2 separate regions of the Mus musculus genome follow, and region 1 is linked to region 2. The links are chromatin contacts, called in public HiChIP or PLAC-seq maps. All regions are on one chromosome and are shown on one strand. The core of a region is the stretch at or near the end of the contact, and the rest is flanking DNA. Distances in the headings are between cores, read along the strand shown. Region 1 overlaps Poc1b (POC1 centriolar protein B). Region 2 overlaps Gm10754 (predicted gene 10754).

What was found. HiChIP or PLAC-seq counts read pairs in DNA pulled down with a chosen protein or histone mark.
Region 1: a contact with region 2 is called in a FOXA1 HiChIP or PLAC-seq map of pancreatic cancer cells. The contact joins two enhancer-like sites. A contact is called at or near these places in 6 of 39 promoter capture datasets (the 3T3-L1 cell line, 3T3-L1-derived adipocytes, cranial neural crest and 3 more) and 1 of 115 datasets of contacts at active chromatin or transcription factors (pancreatic cancer cells).

The regions. Positions count from the first base shown.
Region 1 is chr10:99,121,330-99,127,430 of GRCm38.p6, reverse strand. Poc1b (POC1 centriolar protein B) reads right to left here. Exons shown (of 12, transcript NM_027740.7): 3 at 2,429-2,600. Among named protein-coding and RNA genes, the nearest start is that of Galnt4, 16 kb to the right of the region's middle. Within about 2 kb of position 2,885, at least 11 of the 459 cell types and tissues checked have an H3K27ac peak or open chromatin away from gene starts, as enhancers often do. A contact at or near this core is called in pancreatic cancer cells, where this site is marked.
Region 2 is chr10:97,790,212-97,795,658 of GRCm38.p6, reverse strand. All of the region lies in intron 3 of Gm10754 (predicted gene 10754), which reads left to right. Among named protein-coding and RNA genes, the nearest start is that of Gm25658, 48 kb to the right of the region's middle. Within about 2 kb of position 1,643, at least 15 of the 459 cell types and tissues checked have an H3K27ac peak or open chromatin away from gene starts, as enhancers often do. A contact at or near this core is called in pancreatic cancer cells, where this site is marked.

The sequences.
Region 1 (6,101 bases), core at 1,636-4,135, 1.3 Mb before region 2:
TAATACATATTCAATGACTGATATTATCGATCCAGAACAGTATACTCAGGGATTATATTTCAGTTCATTTTCAAGGGGAGCTCTTGCGAGAAGGAATCAGGTTCACCTAAGCTTGCGCCCATTCAATCCTCGAGACAACAAAGGGAAGGCTTACCCTGTGCAGTGACCAAGAAGCCACAGCCACAGTCAATATCATAAAAACTACTTCCTGCACTCCAGGCTGCACCGCACCCTCAGACTGCCCTACTACACACGTCCTTTCTAGGGCCTCCCCAGCGGGCCTGGCCCGACCTGGGCTCTGCTGCTCCGGAAGCGCAGCAGATGCCAGCGTAGCAGAGTTCCTGTGCTGTTGGCTGGGCTGCTGCCTCGCTCCTCTGTTCTGAATCCAGTCTGACTTCTGTGACTTACTCTGTCCAGCACGAGCAGTACTGTGCAGTCAGCACGAGCAGTACTGTGCAGTTGAGGGCCGAGTCCTTGACAGGTCCTGCAGCTTTTGCTGTTACGGTCCTGGAGCTGTCAGTCGGGGAAAGTCTAGGCTATCCCACAGGAAGAGCAGGCTCAAGGAAAACCAAGGTCCCGGACTTGTGACTGAGGCATACACTTTCAATCTGAGTGGCTGTGTGGGTAACCTCAGCCAACACCAAAATACCCCAAATACCCATAGAATAAAGAGAGGTGATAGTTTTTGGATTAAGGTGCTAACTACGGGGGATTTTAAACAGAAATAGGCAACTAATCACTGATATATAATTCCCAATTGCTCTGGCCTGACTATGACATTTAGAAAGAGAAACCAAGGTACAGAAATACAGTCACTTTGTAGATATATACACCAAGTTAATGATTGGAGATTTTAGCCCACCTACCCGGCTAAGCTTTGCTTCCTGAGATGTCCCAAATCAGTAACACACAAAAGGCTGCAACTCCTTAAACCATGAACTGTCCTAGCTTTCCGAGGCTAAGGATTTTGCAGCACGTTTCTGCCTGAACCCTAAGCCCATTCCCTTCCTCCTCTGAATTTCCTGACAGTCCATGCACATTTCTGTGTCAAGTCTTGGCAAGAGTTTCTACTTCTGTTAGTATACCACTCAGATTGGCAGAATTCCCCTTGGGTGGTGGCAGAATCAAGTTGCTAGCAGCAGGCAATCACTCGTGAGCTTTCTTCCTCTGTAGGTGCCTGGCCCATTTAGTTACACACTGCAAATCAAAACCTGCCACAACAGAATCAAGAGAAATGCTGACACTCCAATCCTCTGGTACAGGACAGAGGAAAGTGGCAGTACATATGGGATTATTAGAAAATATAAGTCTAAAAATATCTAAAGAAGTTGGAGGTCTATATGATACAAGGATGGCTCAACAAGGGCAGCTATTAAAGTTGTTGGTGGGTACAGTGAGAAAGTGGGACCATTCATTTTTTATGGATCTGTGAAATTTTATATACTTAGAATTTAAAACTTAAAAGATATCCTAACTACAAAACTTTTATAATAGACAGGCTATCAGCTCATGTCTGAACAGAAGATCTATTATCAAATAATATAACTTCAGCAAATGCATTAATATAGTATATATATATATGTATGTGTATATATATATATATATATATTAATATATATGAATGTCTTTTCAAGACAGGGTTTCTCTGTGTAGCCCTGGCTGTCCTGGAACTTACTCTATAGACCAGGCTGGTCTTGAACTCAGAACTGTGTCTTTCTTCTCAGTGTTGAGATTACAGGTATATGTCACCATACTCAACAATGATTTATGTATTTGTCGGAAATGTTTTAAACAAGAAGATTCTAGAGCTCCTAAATGAATGATAACAATCAAAGGATGCTCCAGGCACAGGGGTGTCAGGCACAGGGTTGTCAGGCATAGGGGTGTCAGGCACAGGGGTGTCAGCAGGGTCTCTGGGGCCCTTAAAAACCCTGGCTGGGCAGGGACTGTGGGGCTAATAATGAACTTCTGATATACTCCACTGTGTTTCTTTCGGATTTACATAGATATTTCTAACCATCTCCCAAAGCTTCTGACATATTGTGCATATCTCCAGGTTACAAATGATTGTTCAAAAAGAGGGCATAATTTTGAGTTGAATTTTGAGAAACTTGTGTGAAATAGTTTGTCTTTAAAACCAAGGCAGTGGGGTTGGGGATTTAGTTCAGTGGTAAAGCACTTGCCTAGCAAGCAGAAGGCCCTGGGTTCTATCCTCAGCTATGGGAACAAACAAACAAACAAACAAACCTAAATACATAAATAAATAAACAAATAAATAAAATAGAACCTGGGCAGTATATCTGTGACCCTAATGAGTACAGGTCCCTAGGGAGTTGAAACATCGCCCCAAAAGGTGCATTAAGAGCAGGCAGGCCTCAGCACCTTCCACAGCTCCAACCCAGACCCCATCAGTGTTTGCACCTCTTACCTATCAAGAACCCACAGTCTAACAGTTCTGTCCCTCGAGGCAGAGGCTAATAGGTTTCCTTGTGGCGAGAACTGCAGGCTGGTTACAACATCCTTGTGGCCCACGTATCTGTAAGCTCTAGCGTGTGGCTTCAAACTCCATAGCATGAGAAAGGTGTCCCACGAAGCAGTAGCTGTCAGGAAAGAGGAGAACAGGCCGGTGTTGAGATACACGCACGCCTTATCAATAACAAGAAGACAGAGAACTTGGGGGTTGTGGGCTGGCCAGGTAATGACAGAAATATTTTATTATTTAAAAATATTTAAATTTTATTATGGGTCTTCTAAGTTGGTAGTGCCCTGCTACCCAGCAGGGTACTAGCCGCAGTGACTTAGGCAAGCTCAGGGACTGTGCCCTACAAGTAGGAGCACACTGGAGCAAAGTGCATTAGTCACCCTCCCTCAGTGTTACAGAGGGACAAATGAGGTACTTAAAAAAACTATGTGGATATGAGCTCACACAGAAGTCATATCTTAAATAGCACTACTACACCCTTAGCCCAATCCCACCTGTTAATATTTTATCTGTCTGTCTTTGGTTCTCTTTGTACATGAACACGTGTGTATGCAGAGACATTTTTTTTCTTGAACCATTTGAAGACGTGTTGTATAGATCACAGCATCCTCATTCCTAAAAGTTTCTGTGTGCTTGAGCTAAGAGTGTGGCTTCTCTCCCACAGTCACAGGATGGGTAAGCTTAGGACACTATCACCCACCGAGACACCCTACCTTTGTCAACTGAACCAGAAACGCTTTAAAGCTCGGTGAGATGACCTTAAAAATCTGTTTCTGCTCTGTAACTTTATGACACTTGATGATTAATCAAAAGAACTGAGTCAGAGGTTAGCTTAAAAATCGTTAAGTGGAGGAAATATGAATGTGATCAAGAGCGGAAATAAATTCCTTGACAAAGGTGGATTTAATTCATGCCTACAAAACAAGTTCTGTTATACACACATCCCAGAACAGGCCCAACAACGAGGCCTCGCAGGGCCAAGAGGGCATGGCAAGACAAACACACATACCTTGGTCCAAGTGTAGTATGAAACTGCACTTGGGTTTGGAAAAGAGGGTATTTCATGATCTGGGAGAGGAAAATTGTCACTGTCATGGGAGAAGAGATTTCCCTTTTCACATGAATCCATTCTGTATGCATTACAGATAAAATGTCATGGTAAGCTTTGAGAGAACCTAGAGTAGTTTTCTGACTGAGGGTGGCTAAGTTTGCATAAACAGCATATATAAACTATTCAGCATAAAGAGAATGACATTTTGTGCTGCAGTTAAATGAAAAAAAAGTTTGTTCCTTGAAAAAAAAAATCTATCACTGTAAGCAGTGTGTGGCAGCACAGGCCTTTAAATCCCAGTGCTTGGAGGAAGAAGCAGGCCATCTTCATGAGTTCGAGGACAGCCTGGCCTACATAGTTTCAGGCCTCTCAAGGCTGTATATTTCAACAGGCTTCAACCCTTGCTGTAGAAAGAAGGAAAGAAAGGAAGGAACAAAGAAAGGAAGGAAAAAAAGAGAGAGAACCCCAAAATAAAACAAAACCTCCCACTACTTTGCTGAGCATGATTGATCATGTCTGCAATCCCAGCACTCAAGAGTTGGAAGCAAAAAGAGCATACATGACTTAGAGTCTAGCCTGGGCTACAAAGAGTACATTACACGTCAGACTGAGCTACAAAGTAAGTCTCTCTCTCTCTCTCTCTCTCTCTCTCACACACACACACACACACACACACACACACTACACATACACACATACTACACACACACACACATACACACACACACCCTTATCCAAACGTTCACATTGAATGAGACACTGAGTAGGTCAGTCCCTGAGGACATGCACCGAGCAGAACTCTCCCATCATGCCGGCTGGTATCAGAAGTGGAATATACACCTATCCTTTAACTCAGCAGCTACACTCCAAGTTGTACATCAAACAGAACTATGTACATTTCACAAATAACATGTCAGTGTTTGTAGCAGTACTGTTCAAAGTATTCCAAACTAGAAACTCATTACCCATCACACAAAGTAGATACGGTTATGCAGTAGTCCTTGCATAACTAAGTCTCACTTATATAATGCCTAAGAAGCAAATTAGGAAGTAAGTTATGAACTTAGGAAAACAGATTATATAGATGACAGGGAAACAGCAACGTAGGCATTAAGTTTATCCAACATAAACAGAGTGACTTGAAGAATTCTGTAAGAAACTTCAGCTAAGTCCATATAGTCAAGGTTTGGTCAGTGGTATTATTAGGTGGTAGTGGATCTTTAAGAGGTGGGTCCCGGTAGCAGGGGTTAGGTTAAGGGGGAAGACTTTGAAGGGGTATTAGGACACCAGATCTTCCTGCCTGTTTCCCAGTCACCAAGAGGGGAGCAACTTCTTTTGCTGCTGTGACATATCACAATAGTACAGGCCCCAAAGTGACAGAGGTGACTCGGGCACCAACAGAAACCTCCACAGCTGGAAGGCCAAACACTTTTCCTCCTTGAATTACTAATCTCAAGTAACTCAAAGCTGACAATGAGTTCCTGGTGGTGAAGCTTTTGCCTCTAGGGTTACTTCAACAGGCATATCTCACAGAAAACAGGGAGGGAGCATAAGAAAGAAACCGACTCCGCTATCACCATTATGCAGTCTGGATGGGACGGTGATCTTAAAAGGTCTGAGGCTGTGGAAATTGGAGGGGTAGAAACTATGGGGTCTGTTAGCGGATTTGATGAAAAGAAGAAGGATCCTGGGACCATGAGCCCAGGAAAACCCAAAGGCTACTTAATGAGATGAGAAAGACCAGGATAAAAGGGGCCTAGGGCAGTGGTTCTCACCCTTCCTAACACTGCGACCCTTTAATTTGGTTCCACATGTTGTGCTGACCCAATCATAAAGTCATTTTTGTTGCTATATCATAACTGTCATTTTGCTACTGTTATGAATCATAATGTAATATTTTGGGGGAGATTTTGCCAACCAGGTTGTACCTCACAGGTTGAGAACCACTGGTCGAGAGACAGGATGGGGTGGGAACGAAAAGTTTGTTCAGATACAGTAGACTGGAGAAGCTAATGAGCTATAAGTGCAAGTGTCAGGTAGAGAGTATGTACCTGCCTGGAGACCAGGAAGATGTTTTAACTTCAGTCAGACGGCTAGAAGATTAGACTAGACAGTCAGATTTAAGTGAGGTCTACCATGTATGATATGCCAGCAACAAAGATGCTTCAGTCACAAGTCACAAGTGGAGCTTGGTATACTTCATGTTTTCTCTCACATTTTAGGAAAACAAAACATAAAAGCTACTAACTTTTTTTTAAAAATAGGGCTGGAGAGATGATTCAGTCATCAAGAGCACAGGATGCTCCTCTAGAGGACCTGGGTTCAATTCCCAGCACCCACAGAGAGCTCCCAGCTGTCTATAAACCCAGCTCCAGGGGATTCCACACTTACACAATGCAGGCAAAACACCAGTGCAAATACAATAAAGATAAATAATAAATCATTTAAAACAGAAAAGAAAGCAAAGCATGGTAGCGCACACCTTTTACCCCAGCACTACAGAGGCAGACGCAAGCAGATCTCTGGGAGTTCGAGGCCAGCCTGGTCTACAAGTTGCAGGATAGCCAG
Region 2 (5,447 bases), core at 394-2,893:
CTCTGTGCTTTCAAAATGTACAAGACATTCAATGGTTAGCATTACATAATGAAACCTTTTAAGGTGGTGGGCAGAATCTCTGAAAGCCAAGTATTATCCATACTAATAGTGCCATTTCGTCTTGTAAGGAAAAGCAGATATTTTAAAAGGTCTAATAAATATGACATGATCCCTTTACTTTTATCAATTGCTCCAACAAAGAGCAATCTTGCATATAGGGACATGAATGACAGGCACTAACTTATTTGGCCTAATATAATGTACTCTAACCTTTCAGGAACCATCAACAATTCTCATTATGGAATGTTGTTGCTGGTAAGAGACCACTGCACATATCTCCATCTTAAATGGTCTCTGGGATTCTTGCCTGTCATAATCTGGCTGTTTCAGGTGTAGGATGGAGTGTGGCACTACTTTGCTAACCATACTTGCCACTGAATAGCTTTGGGGTCAGGACTGAAGCTTCAACCTGTCCATTGGTCACATCTAGCTGCTGAAAGGTCCCTGGGTTAAGTAAACAGCCTATATATATTTACTTACAGGGGAGAAACACATGCAATATGTTTAGGGCAGGATAATAAATCACCCCTAGGGTCATATTAATCTGTTTTGTAACTTTGATATCTTATTATTTAGGTCTTCTGTAAATGATTGCTTAGTCTGTAAAGCCTTCGTGAAGTTCAGTAGCATAGAATCTAGACTTCTGATATTTGTTTTTCACCCTAGGATCTCCAGCTCTACATGAATCCTTGCACATTTGTTTTCAAGTGACAGGGATAAACTAGATTTTTGTTGTTGTTTTTGTTTTCATTTTCATCCTCTCTTGATTTCATCTGTAGACAAAATTTACATGTTAATCAATGCTATTCATATCTTTCAGCTTCTCCTCTCCCTCATAAAGATCCTTTATCACCATGAAAATCACCAAACACATCAAAATCCCATACCAGTCTAGAGATCCCTGATGAATTAATCTTACTTGTAGGCTTTCTGTAGGCTTTCTGTGAACACAGTTCTACCTGACCTGGTGAATACCGCATCAGCACCACTTGTCAATGCCTAAATCCCTAGTAGTGCTTGCCCTTTCCATGATGTCTTAAATCCCAATCCAATAATAGCCAAATATTTCCCATAGATCATCAGAACAGTATTTGGACTCTGTTTCCTGAATAGTTTCAAGTTACACAGTCATTCCCCCAATGACAGATGAGATGATATGGCTCAGTTTTGCTGTTTTTATGCAACTCAGACTGAATACCCCTGCCCCATGCCCTGTAGCCTCCGACTCCAGCTCATGGGAGACTTTCCTAATGCTTGTATAAAGCCTTTGCCATTTAAAACAGTTGAGTGAGTATCTCCTCATTATCATCATTTCCTTTGCTCACATGCTGAGGTGTGAATTTTCCCTCCTTATGTATTAAAGAACATACATGAGAACAATAGTCTGTGAGGGCTACCTCCTTCTCTCCTTTTTTATGCTCCAATTCTTCTCACTGGTTTATTCAACAACTTTCTCTAAGTTGCTGATGCTTAGGAGAGGCTCTTTTGGTATAGATCCAATAGCAACTCTCCTTGTATACTTTCTACTGTAAGAAATGCAAGCCAATATCACCACATGACTTCCCACCTTCTGTTTGTTCTGACGCATAACCGATTTGATTGACACACATTTGTGAGTCATAATGTAAATATGACTCAGAGTCAGTATAGTACTGAATCAGAGTAATTACCATAAATATGATCACCATGAAAATTTCTTTAGGGCAAGAACAAAGAACATTTGAACACACACAAACACATACACACACACACACACACATAAAATTGTTCATTGTATTAAACAATGGAAAATAGGTAAGCCACACAGAAAATTATAATTGAGTAATAGAGCATTTTAAAGGTATGAGTAGCCACTTGAGTATATGGATTTAAAGTATAATTATCCTAAACACTGTGTTCATTATCCTAGCAATGTTCACTTGTACAGGGCAAACAAAAAGGCACAAGTAGGTTTGCAGCAAATCAGGATTATACAAGTTTAGAACAAAGGCAAGGAGAAATAGAGAATCACTCACAAAGTAAGAAAAATAAATGCAAGGATATGACTTGTATTCCTTTTTGAAATGAGAGAAGTTGTAGTCCTAGTTTGCAAGCCTGTAACTTGACAGTAAAGCATTGGAAATGCTTCAGTTTCCCTGGTAATCAAGAAACACCCAATTAGCAATCACCATCATTGCTTTCATGTTGCCCTGGGTTATAAATATCTATGGCAGACAATGAAGGAAGTTAAGAAGGTGGAGGGTAATGAATAATGAGAATACATTGGGCTGGCAGATGAGATGTTTCAATGAGAACAAATACAATTATTCTTGGAACTTGAGTAAATAAGACTAAGCTAAACAGAATAGAAGGCTTTATAGAGAGTCTGTTGGGTCAATCAGGTAGGAGGTATGGCAACATGACCCAATAGCAACATGCTTCAGATGAACAAGTTGTTAGCAAAAAGCAGAAGCTATTGTTTCAAGCCACCAGCTTCCAACAGAGAGGGACTTCAGTTCTTTTTAGTGACTTGCTGTGGGAGGGATAGGGGAACATTCATTTCACTGAAACAAATCAATTTCCTTGTAGGACAGCTCAATTTTCCATAAAAACCATATATAAGGAGAGGGCATTGACAAACGACATATGAATTTAAAGTCAATCAGTGATTAAAGATTTAGAATTCAGAAGATCAGTGTCATGGGATGTAAAGAGAGGTAGTTATCCTCCTTTCTTTTGAGACACTGAGTCAGGGATGCTAGAGTACTGGCCAAGAATGATCAAAGCAAGTAGTAATTTGTCAGAGACACGGAATTTTGATCTGTAGATAAGTCCCACACTAATCTCTCAATGATACCCTTGGAAGCACAGGAAATAACGCATAGGTCAAGGATTTTGTAATTTTGCCTGCCTTGTGCTATTTATGATTTCTTACTTTATTATATTGTTATTTTTCACTATTGTTTTGTGACCAATTTTATGAAGCAGAGTATATAATTCCTAAAATAAATGTACTTTTTTAGTGATTTCATGTGGCACAAAGTAAATTACAGCAGCTCAGAAAGAGTTAAATGTGCTTAATATTTCTGAAACTGATTTATTATCTGAATATTTATTTAAAAAATCACTCTGTTAATTTATATATGTATATGTATTTACGTATACAATAACACTATTTTATGCCATTAATCCCAATAAATAATATATCTTCAGAATGAAATATGAGTGAAAGAAAAACACCGATTCAATGAAAACTTAATAGTATTGTTTTTATATTTCCTCAATGGTGGTAGACTTTTTACTCCTCTTGAGGTTTTATATAGTAATTTTTTATTTCATTTTAAATTGGGGTTTTGAAATGTTATACTTCTAAAATGTAATTTTATCATAATTTTCCAAGAACCTCCCAATATCCTCCAACCACCCAAATGCATATTTTTTCTCATTAAAGAGAAAACAAAACAACCTCTACTAAAGCTCAACAATCAAAACAAGAGAGCAAAAAATCAACCAAACTAAGAAGTACGTTCTGTGTTGATGGACTACACTGGAGCGTCTGCCCAGAGTGTGACTGATGAATACTGAATCAGGTCTGAGGTTGAGCAGTATTTCATGCAGACTCATTTCTTCAGTAACCCAAAGGGCTCCTATCAGTCCTTCCAGTGACAAAGATATTGTAAACCATTTCACACAAATATCTTTGCCACTAGGTTTTCAACAAATCAAACACCTTCTTGAATTTGGAAAGAAATGGGAAAGCAATAGAATGTGTAAAAAGTAGAAATATCTCCCCTGTCACAGGCTTGCCTCAATCAAGATTCTAAGCTTGTTTTATGGGAGGGATGATTTTGCTTAAGTCTCATAAACATTTTGTCTAGACTTCAGTCCCTGGATAATTCTAATTCAAATCTTTGGACTTGTCTCTTCAATTTCATTTGCACAAAAACATAAGAGTCTGGTGAGCATAGCAGATAAATTGGCAAAAATAGCTGAAATTTTTAAGTAAAAATACTGCCTTGAAAGCTGTACCTTTTACATATCAGAGTAGAGATTTTGCTCAAATAGCTCATCAAGGAAAACAAACATTAGTGAGGACATTTAAGAAGCACTTGTTCCAAGCTATATTTCCAAGATGATATGCATTACTTTTTAATCTGTATTTATGGAGGGTTTTTTTGTTGATTTCATAATTCAGCAAGTGACATGTCATTTTCCTCTCTTTCATGAAAACCTGAATGATAAAGGCAGCACACATTAATTATCTGCACTTTAAAATATATGTATTAATTTTGTCTCTCATTAGAATACAAATAGGCATCAAAGTAAGGTAAAATAGAAACAATCACACTGAAATAAAACAAAAGCAAAGCGAAACAAAACAAAACAAAAAACAAACAAACACAGAAGACAAAGAGCCAAAATAAAGCACAAGAACACACATTCACACAGACAGAAATCCCATGTAAGCACAAAACCCAACATCCAAGTAAAGAGTCTGTAAGATTAAAACAAACAAACAAACAAACAAACACACAACAAACCAACAAACGTCCCGGAAAAAATCATTATAAGATAAAGCACCTCCAAAATGTTATTCAGCACATGTTGTGCTGGGCATTTATTGGACAAAGGGCCAGCCTTAAGAGTGGTTTGTATAATTCAAGAAAATCCCTTGGAAAAAACAATTTTTCATTTGTGAATGGTTATCAACTAGAGATAGCTTCTGAATTAGTGATGGGGTGTCTACTTCCCCTCTCAACGCTGGGACCCCATCTGGCCTGGCTCTGTGCTACCTCTATGCCGCCAAAGTCTCTGTGAGCATGCATGCGCTGGTTCTGCTGTGCTTACAAAGCCTTGTCTCCTTGATATCCTCCTTGTCCTCTGGTTCTTTTTTCTGCAGGATTCCATCAGCTCTGAAAAGAGGGATTTGATGTAGACATCCCATTTAGGAGTGAGTGTTCCATGAACTCTACACATTGTACAGTTTGGGTCTCTGTATTTTTCCGCATTTATTGAAGGAGAGAGGGGAGAAAAACTAGGAGAGGCTGGGAGGGAAAAATCATAATCAGAATATAATGTATAAAAAATATTTTCTTCAACAAATGGAACCAATCAAACTGGCTGGCTGCATGCAGAATAATGAAATTGGACCCATATTTATTACTCTATAAAAAAACTCAACTCCAAAAGGATGAAGAGTTTGGAATAAGACCAGATACTCTGAACCAGATAGATAGACATAAAGTAGAGAATAGGCTTGAACTTATTGGTATATGAAAGGAACTTTCTGAAGTGGATATAGATAGCAGAGGCACTAAGATCAACAATTAGTATATAGGACTTCCTGGAGGTCAAAACCTTCTGTATAGCCAAAGGAAAACTTCAGGTGAGTAAAGTGGATGCCTACA